2 separate regions of the Mus musculus genome follow, and region 2 is linked to region 1. Evidence: chromatin contacts called from public Hi-C data. All regions are on one chromosome and are shown on one strand. Each heading gives the region's core, a stretch centred on a gene start, on an enhancer-like site or on the middle of the called end of the contact. The rest is flanking DNA. Distances are from core to core; before and after follow the strand shown. Region 1 overlaps Gng12 (guanine nucleotide binding protein (G protein), gamma 12). Region 2 overlaps E230016M11Rik (RIKEN cDNA E230016M11 gene).

The links. A called contact is a pair of places that touch in the nucleus more often than the background predicts.
Region 2: a Hi-C map of B cells shows a contact between it and region 1, with 1.8 times the contacts expected there. The contact joins two enhancer-like sites. A contact is called at or near these places in 2 of 15 datasets of contacts at CTCF or cohesin (the G1E-ER4 cell line and stem cell-derived epiblast-like cells), 31 of 484 Hi-C or Micro-C datasets (B cells, the C10 cell line, CD8 T cells and 10 more) and 7 of 115 datasets of contacts at active chromatin or transcription factors (the 230-238 cell line, the HPC-7 cell line, acute myeloid leukemia and 2 more).

What each region holds. Positions count from the first base shown.
Region 1 is chr6:66,965,421-66,969,971 of GRCm38.p6, forward strand. The region is part of intron 3 of Gng12 (guanine nucleotide binding protein (G protein), gamma 12); the gene reads left to right. Among named protein-coding and RNA genes, the nearest start is that of Gm36816, 41 kb to the right of the region's middle. Within about 2 kb of position 2,986, at least 36 of the 459 cell types and tissues checked have an H3K27ac peak or open chromatin away from gene starts, as enhancers often do. A contact at or near this core is called in B cells and centroblasts, where this site is marked.
Region 2 is chr6:67,054,722-67,059,836 of GRCm38.p6, forward strand. The region is part of intron 1 of E230016M11Rik (RIKEN cDNA E230016M11 gene); the gene reads left to right. Among named protein-coding and RNA genes, the nearest start is that of Gadd45a, 20 kb to the left of the region's middle. Within about 2 kb of position 1,575, at least 83 of the 459 cell types and tissues checked have an H3K27ac peak or open chromatin away from gene starts, as enhancers often do. A contact at or near this core is called in B cells and centroblasts, where this site is marked.

The sequences.
Region 1 (4,551 bases), core at 1,736-4,235:
AGCTGTGCTGGGACCAGATCCATCCCCATGGGAAAGGGTGGCTGAAGAGGAAGGAAGGCCTCATGTCACACATGTATACATACGAAGTTCAGCAGGAGCCTCTTTAAAAGTATCGGCCTTCCATCCTCCATTCCAACAAGAGTTTTTCAGACAAAAAGGAAAATTTAAAACTACTGTATTCTACCACGTTACCCCTAACTCACTTGCCCCTGCTTTTCCATCGGAAAACTGGAGCTGTCCAAAGCCATCACCTTTACGCAGCAGCCAGGCATTGAGGCCGTGCATCTTTTGTTGTTGACCTGTTCCAGCTTAAGAAGCTCCTGCTGCTCTCTAGTGAATGGCTGTGGGGACTCCTGTCTGCCCCACAGCAGACCTGCATCTCACCACAGTTCAGGCGTGTCACTTACGTTCCCCACACAGCCAGGACGGGCTTCTTGTCAAGTACACCCTCTTTACTATTACTTTGCTTGCCTCTCTTTGGGTGAACTGTCCTTTTATGTTCTGGTGCAATGCAGATGATCCTGTGGCAAGCTTTCTCAGTACACATCTGACCTTATGACCCATACTATGTCCTCCAGCTTCTTAGAAAGCATCTGCCACACTGGTGTGTGTGTGTGTGTGTGTGTGTGTGTGTGTGTGTGTATGCACAAGCACATGTGTAAAGGTATCCACAAGGGTCAGAAGAGAGCCTCAGCTGTCCTGGAGCTGGAGTTCAGGCATTTGTGAGCTGTCTGGTATGGATACCGAGTGGGACCAGAACTCCAGTCTCCTAGAAGAGCAGCAAACAGTCTTAGCTCTGAACCATCCCTGCAGCCCTATCTCCACGCTGTTTTGAAGTTGCTTTTCATTGTCCTCAGCCCTTAGCCTTTAAGCCCATTGAGGTCAGTGGGTTTGTCATAGTACCAGACCATGGTGCAAACAGGACTAGCAGGCAGTGCACATCCAACTTCTGCTTCATTGTACAGTGCTCAGCTCTACTTGTTCTATTTAAAGCTTCATCATCGCAGTATAGAGCCTCTCCTGTAAACAAACAGAAACTTTTTTCTAGTGAGGGCCTAGGACCAGGATATATTTAGCACAGCTAGTTGAAGACTGCTATTCATTGTTAAAGTCCTAGAACATTATAAAACTCCTAAGCGCCCTTGACTCATCAGAGGCAAATTAGATTATTCATTTAGCAAACATTCTGAGTGTACCCTTTGCACAACAGTGTGCTCAGTGTGATGGAATATGTCAGGGTAGGCTGACAGGGTTTGCTCCTAGGATGGATCATGGGGCTTTTATATTTTCTTCCTATATTGAACATTAGCAGATAGAGTGAGCCTAAAGAAGGCTGGCCTTCAGGGTAAAGTCACATTTCATATAAGACTGAACAGTGGAGGTGGGCTCTTCACTCAGATTCGGGGTAAGATAGACCACCAACCTTCTTATGCTTCACAGAAAGGCTGCAACCTTTCCGACCAGTGCCAACACAGAAAAGAACTGCTTGTTGACATACCTCTCCTTTAAGATGAGGTTACCTCTTGAAGCCCACGAGTCAATTTCTCCTCGTGTTTCCCTGGAGAGAATTAGGACACACATCCTTCCTGAACTTATCTCTGACACTTATGTGATCTACCCCAGTCTAGACTTATTGTAGTCACATGAAGAGGGAACTTACGAGGACAGCAGACCGGGGAGGGGGAGTAACAATCAAGATTACTCAAGAGACCACACCACCGTAGAAATCCAGAGAATTGGGGCATGTGCCCTGTTTCCCTGCAGGAAATACAGATAGAGTGGTCAGCAAGGCTTTCTGGAAAAAGTGATGTCTAAACTGTGGAAACGTGGGGAGAGACATTTTCTTTTCAGAAAGATCACTCTAGTAGCAAGAAGTAAATGAGAAGACTGCAGAGAAGATGTAGAGAGAGGAGCCTGGAGGTAGCAGAGGGGTGCAGGAAAAGTGGGGTGGAGTCGGGGCATTTGCCCACACATCGGTGCTATTCCCTGAACTGGAGATCGTAGCAATAGGTTGATTCTGCAGTTGGGCTAAAATGGTGAGCAAAGGTGCAACTAGTACTCTCTCTGTGGGAGGCTGGTGGATGGGTGGTCAGAAGAAGCCCAGGTAATCAGAGATAGACACATAGGGCCCTGAGTTGTGCCAAGAGGCCACACACAGTCCTTTTAAGAATGTGAACAGAGACAATGGTGAAGAGATGGGGGGAGGAGATACTGAGAGCAGGCAAACAGATCATACCTCTCCAGGTCCAGGCAGGGACAGCAAGGTCTCTGTGATAGTAAAGTGAACTGCACAAAGGAGACCTGAGTACAAGGATTCCCACCAGAGTGACAGCACTTGTCCTGAGTTTAGCAGACTTAAATCTTGGCAGTGTGCTTACATACACTGTTACTTAGTGCTGGCCTCTATGAGTGTAGGCATTCTTGCATTAACAAGCTTTGCAACAGACCAGGTAGGAACTGTTCAAGGGAGTCAGGGCATTTCTGAATGTAGCTCCTTGTCCCTTGTCTCAGGCCAATGCTTTGTTTACTAGAGACCTCTGCAGAGAGCCTTCATCCATCACTGACCAAGCATTTCCTGAAGTATAGTCTAGTACAGAAGACAGGGACAGGCAGAAATACAGCTGCAGAGCACCAAGTCACAAATCCGAGGGGCTGGGGGGAGAGCTGCTGTGGCTCTGGCCTCTGATCTAGCTGGCCTGCCTAGTACTTTCTGTTGACGTAATAACTCTAGTGGCCACTAGATCATCTGCTCACTGTAGAGCATGAATCAGAACTACTAAACAACAAGAGCTTCCCTTATGGCCACTGTGTCTCCAGGACCATTTCGAGTACTGATTGTGACAAATGAAGAAGGTGTTCTTGCTTTCCTAGAGCTAAGTAGGGAAGAAGGTCACAGGAACAGAGTTCTGTAGGACAGTGAAGCCAGTGCAGTGCTAGGACTGCAGGAAGCAGAGAAGCTCTGGGCTCCATCCCCCACTTCTCAGGGAATGCTGCTGGAAGCCGTGCTGGACATCTAATTCCAGCTGCCTTTGTCTCTCTGGGATCCTTCTAAGGTCATGGGGATGAATGATGTCATTTGGTGTCTAACAGCTTCTAGCACATAATGAGTTTCTGGAAATGATGGCAGATAGCTCACATTGTAGCCTAGACAAGTGGAGGGGTTTTGTGTGGTGGACTAAGATTATTACTGGGAAAATGGTGCCTCAGTCGCTTGTCAACTGTGAAATTATATGAGATATGCTACAACAGGACTAGCTCCTGCTTCTCAATGAATATTCTGTCCACACTTGATGAGGTTGTGTTTGTCATGCATCTCTAATTGACCTGGCATCTCTCTTAATGCTGAGGGAAGATGTACTTCTCGCAGAACATGGGTTCTGAGCCACTGAAAGCTTTTTGTCCAGTGAGAAAGTATGTAGACTTCCTCCAACTGTGTGCGTGGATGAGTTCATTCATGTGTATGAATGTGAGTGTACACTTACATAGCACACATGTGCGGGTGAGTTGGTCCTCACCTTCTACCTTCTGAGATGGCCTTTGCCGCTCACTTGTTGGTACACAGACTAGCTGAGCCAGGAGGTTCCAGGGTTCTCTTCTCAGCCAAGCATAGAACACTGGGATCACAGACCATGCTACTGCTCCTTACTTTTACTTGGGTTCTAGGGCTTTGAGCTTGGCTCTTCCTGCATGCATACACACTAAGAAAATAGAACCACTAAGATGAGAATTCTGCAGAAGTTAATGTTGCTGTTAACAAATGATTATTAAGGTAGATTTAAAGACATAAATATATTCTGTAGTCTGGAGAATAAAATAAGCCCTTTGCTCTGTATTGTACACAGCCTTCTAAGAAGTGGTTCCCAGGGACTAGGATCACAGGTGATTACATCTGTACTCCTTTTGATATCATGATTTAGTTATTTGAGTACTGCCAGTTTGATGGGAGACCTGAGATAGATGATGGTGCTCAGTAAGCCAGCAGATGAATATGTAAGGGCACTCTGAGAACTGAGTGGCCCTGGAAACCTAAACCCCAGCTGTTTCCATGGAGAAATATGCCCCATAAGGACCTTCTTTGAAATCAACTTTTGAACTCCTGCTGATTTATTAGTTGGGGGCTAATGATATAAAGCCATCACCTACTGATGTGTAAAATTCTCAGCATTAACCCATCATCAAGAGTTTATTGAGTGAGTGCTGGGTGGATTACACTGATAGGCGTAGCAGAGAGGAACAAAGGACAGAAAGAAGCGTGTCTGCCCTCCAGGAGTCTACACCTAGTTGAAGAGGGAAGAACTGACTATAAAGCAACTTCTATGGTGCCTGAGCCAAAACACAGGAGTCTGCAAGCAGCAGCAGGGAAGGGGATGTGAAGCCAGTGTGGTTAATCGGGAAAATGCAGTGTTCCACCCTGGAGCATGTTCTCTATTCATTTATAATCCCCAGAGGCACCAAAGGCTACTCATTCTTCCTGGAGAGCCTTGTGGGTGAACCCCTGGCTGTAGTGTTCCTGGTATGGGCAACTTGAAACCACACAGGAGTGGCTCAAAC
Region 2 (5,115 bases), core at 325-2,824, 88 kb after region 1:
ATCTGATGGTATTTGGTATCTGTCTAGAAAATTGTCCATTTCGTCCAGATTTTCCAGTTTTGTTGAATATTGGCTTTTGTAGTAGGATCTGATGATTTTTTTGAATTTCCTCATTTTCTGTTGTTATATCTCCATTTTCATTTCTGATTTTATTAATTTGGATATTGTTTCTGTGCCCTCTGGTTGGTCTGGCTAAGGGTTTATCTATCTTGTTGATTTTCTCAAAGAACAGCTCCTGGCTTTCTTGATCCTTTGTATTGTTCTTTTTGCATCTACTTGGTTGATTTTAGCCCTGACTTTGATTATTTCCTGCCATCTACTCCTCTTGGGTGTGGGACATGACATCTATGAGAGATGGTCATTTGTTCCACTGAGGTTTAAGTATACATCCTCACATACAGTAATTATTAAGGGAAATAGTGTGTCTGAATCTGCACAGATCATCCCCACAATGATAAAAGCACTTCAATACATAGATTATACATGTGTTGTTTGATACTTTCAAGATGATGAGATTCATATATCTATGAATAAAATAAATAATCTACTCTAATAATTTATACCCATGAGTAAATATACATGTTTATACAAATCACTTAGTATCGGTCCAACATTCATCCCTGTACTCACACACTGCTATTAAGTACCTACTGTATACAGGCAAGTGTACCAGGTGCTATGCCTATAGTGAGGAAAAAGACAGAGTTTCAAAGGAGATGATGTTGGAGAAAAAAAAATCAGGATTAATTGTTTGATTTTTAATTGTGGAAAGACATAATACATAACACTGGAAGTTGTTATGAGAGTCAGAGCCAGGGTTCAATCAGGTAGTTTGGTCAAGGTTGAGGGAGACTCCTGAGGAAGTTACTGAAGCACTAAGAAACCGAACACAGTTTGTAGAAAGGGAAAGAGGAGAGTGCTTTGCTACTCATAGGATGGAAATGGTGTGTCTCTAGACCTGACCTAGGGGAGTCAGATTCAGGCTTTAGAAACTTAATGAGGTCCTAAAGTAGGGACCACTTAGCAATAGGGAAGAAAACCACCCGTACTTTAGAAGCTAACCAACCAATTGACATTGGTGACAGCATAATAAAGATATTAAACATTTCCCTTACAAAGTATACACAGGCTATCTATCCAGGTGTCCAGCTTTATGGGTGGTCTCACTGAGCACAGCTGCTTTACACATCTGTGAGTTCATTTGTTCTTCTAACCTTACAACACAGCTCTACACTCCATTTTAGACCAAGTAAAGTACAAGTTAAATAACTCATCTGACACTGTACCTGTGACCTCGCCCAACTGAGGTGAAAGGTCAAGATCATTCTGCCATATTCAGCAGCCCAGTTATTAGCTCATTATCTAAAGAATTCTTCCCTATTGAAGGACAGGTAAAATATTAAATGTGTGGCTGGGTTGTAGCTCAGTGATAGGATTTCTGCACAGCACACTCAAGATCCCAGGCACTAACACTAACAGAATGGCAAACATTAAATTTACAGTGTGATGATTATCTCTGGAAACAGGAAGTGAGCTGTAGAGTTACCCGCCCCTCTTGTTTTGAAAGATTACTTCATACAGACAGTTATGAATTCTGCGCAGATACCTTGACGGTTTCAATGTGTGAGTTGACGTCCTAGGTCCTAAAGTTTCTCAGCAAAGAAGTAAAAGGGAAGTCAGAACAGGCAGTTCACACGAATGAACTGAAGCATGAAAAACCAAACAGAAGAGCACAACTAGAGGGTTAAATAGAAGGACTTTAGCTGTGGGAACGACTCTGAGCCTTCTGCAGGTTTGGCGTTTGTGCTCCGTGTCAGTGGGTCGATATGCCAAAGCTCTGATGCGTACATGTAACTCTTCCTTTGTAGATCAGATGAAACGGGGTTCGTACACTGGAAAGAATGCAGGAAGCTTCCAGAGAATAGTTTGGTAGCTGAGAAATCTCATCGGAAGGGTGTAAGGATCGGTTCTATCTCATGGGGAACTCCAGTGACACCCAGAGGCTATTTGGAAGGAAACCAATGATAAATAAATAGGTTCTTCACCCACTTGTGCAAGTTACAGAAATGGAGATCTGCACAACAGCTTCATTTCTTGCATTTGTGCCTTCTCTACGATGGGCTTCCCTAATAAAAATTATAAGATGGTGTTAAATAACTAGAACAGACCAAAGCAAAAATGGTGTTCTTTTATCTTGAACTTTATAACCACTGCCAGCCCTCACCCATGTTTCTTTCCAGTGAGTGCTTTGTGTACCTTAAGGTTTAACTCTGCAAGTCATCTTCCTAGTCTTTCTCAGCACTACTGTTCTTGGATATCCCTGGTACAAAGGCCAAGTTCAAGGCTGGAGCCTCTCTGGCCCATACAATCTCAACTATTGCTGAGCTAGCCAGGGCTTCCTCCCTTATCCTCCCATGTGCCTCTGACAGGACTACCAGAAGAGTCTTTTTACAAACTAATCCAATCAACTTACATCATTGCTAAGAAGCCTTCTGTGGCTTCTTATTAGTTATGGGATAGATTCCAGCCTCCTTACATGATCTCGCCTCCACTGACCTTGCCAGTATCATTTCCTGCCTCATAAAGTACTGCTGAGGTACTTCTTGTTCCAGCAATTCTGAAGCATTTATGGTATCTATCAAGTCTGCCTTTATCCGCGTGACACCTGTTCAGTTGCACAAAACTTGGAAGCACTTCCTGTTTGATTTAGCAGCCTGCTATAATTGTTATGAAATTGTTAAGAATGTGTGTCCACAGCTTCATTTGTGTTGGGCTCAACAATGTAGGTTGCTGGCACCAGAACACAAAACATGTTGTTTCATTCCTCTATGCTGCTTGCCTAGCAAGTCTCTCCCTCCACTCCGATCAGAATGCTCTTTCTCTAAAGCCCAGTTAGAACCGTGCCTCTTCGAGAAGGCAGATCTGAAAGTGTGCACTTCCACCTCTTGCATCCATGGCTCCCCCGTTCTGTTTTGCCCCTTTATGTTGCCCATACACCTAACATAACCCAGTGTGGTGATTAGGCTGCCACCTGCCTGTCTCCTTTAATGAGACTTTGAACTCCTTAGGGACAGGGTTCATGCAAGGCCTAGGCAGTAGAGTACCATGGTTAAGAACTGTAGAAAATGACTGCCTGACTGGCCATGATCCTGGAGAAGCCACTCGATCTCTCTGTTTCTTTAGTGGTAGGAACATAATCAAAGAATCTACCTGGAATGGGTAATTGCTTCCAAATTTAAAAAAAGGAAAAAGGAAAAAGAAAAAGGCTCAGCATTTAGTGGGTGGCATATAACTACTACCTATTCCGGGACACTGTTCTCTTTATGTTCCTTTAACCTACTACAACCTACAGCCAACAGACATTTATTCCTCATGAGCTAAATATGCACTGTGTGCCAGGCTCTGTGTTGGCTTCCTAGGCTGCAAAGTAAAGAAAGTCACAACTTCTGTCCTTGAAGGGTTGACGTTTATCAGGGAGAAGAACGCGCAGTCGAGAAACATGGTCCAGTGTGATAAATGCTAAGTGCAGAAGATTTTAGAACGCAGGGCAGGGCATTCAAATCACCCCAGGGAGAGGAAACTCAACTGGAGTTGTATAGAATGAGTAAGAGTTGGCTAACCATGGAAAGGAAGATTACTGTAGGGACAGAGATCATATGCAAAAGCACAGATGCATGTTTTTAGGTCTGCATTTTTTTCTGTGTGACTGGAGCAAGTGGTGTTTGACATGCTCTGCAGAGGCTAGAGAAAGTGAGTCAGGCAGGAGTGGCAGACAGGTTCCTATGCGGGCCTGTAGGTGGGGGTTTCCAGAAATGCCTTGCAAAGGATTAGAAGCCTATACTGAGTCTCCATAAAAGCCACTCTCACTTCTCCAGTGGGTGTGGAGAATTCACTGCAAGTTACTATGCTAGACATTAAGAATACCAAGGTGCAAGGATATGGTTTCTATACACAAGAAATCTACAATAACTCATTAAAGTTTTATTTCACGTTCTAAAAGTTTTTATTTAATTACTTAATGTGTGTTTATGTGTGTCTGATATATATGTATGGGTGCCCATAGAGGCTAGAGGAAGGTGTTAGATCACCGAGTGACAGGTACCCAATGTGGTGTTGGAAACCAATCTCTTGTCTTCTGCAAGAGCAGCCTTTTGTTCTGTGGTTAGAGGAAGGGCTACGGAGTCCTTCACCACAATTTCCTTAAAGGACAAGTAAAGTTGACCTTAAGTCTGGGGAAATCTTCCAAAATTAAAGGTGAAACATGTTCATTATTCCATTTCCTGTATAGAAATCCTTCTATAAGAATGTTTTTAACACGCTAGACTAAAGATACTCCTTACCTCAGAGATGGATGAGTTGGTTTCTGCTTAGAAAGTTTCTCCAAGTTGTGCAACACTGGCTACTGAAGCAATCCAAGAAACTCCCAAGGCTACCTTCATAACTATTAAAAAGTTATATTATCTGAACTGTGCTTTTTAAAACCTAAAAAACATATACTAGATTCAAAGCTCAGCTTCTTTAGCGGCTATCTTGTTTCTTTTTTGTACAGCTCCTTCTAAACCTCAAATTCTTTTTCTTTCTATCTTTTTTTTTCTTTTGGTTTTTTGAGACAGGGTTTCTCTGTGTAGCTCTGGCTGTCCTAGAACTCACTCTGTAGACCAGGCTGGCCTCGAACTCAGAAATCAGCCTGCCTCTGCCTCCCAAGTGCTGGGATTAAAGGCATGCGCCACCACCGCCGGCAAACCTCGAATTCTTATTTGTAAAATCAATACTATAATATATTTTGATAGTTCACCTATTCAGTCATCCAAAGACCATCTTATAAATGTTTACTGCATACCAGTAATTGATCTAGGCACTAAATAAATATCATTCAATTGGAAGCACACTCTAGTAAGCTTATAGCTAGGGAAGGGAGGAACAATAATGGATCTTGGTGCTATGATGATAAATAAAGGGGGAAATATAAATCTGGTATTCATTGTTACAGGAAAATGCTGGAAGCTGGCTCCGAACCCTGGAAGTACAAGGTCTAAGGACAATTGTATTGAGTTCCTGTAAAGACCCCTAGGCTGTGACATACAGAAGTACATGTGTATCTCTGTCTGTGTGGCC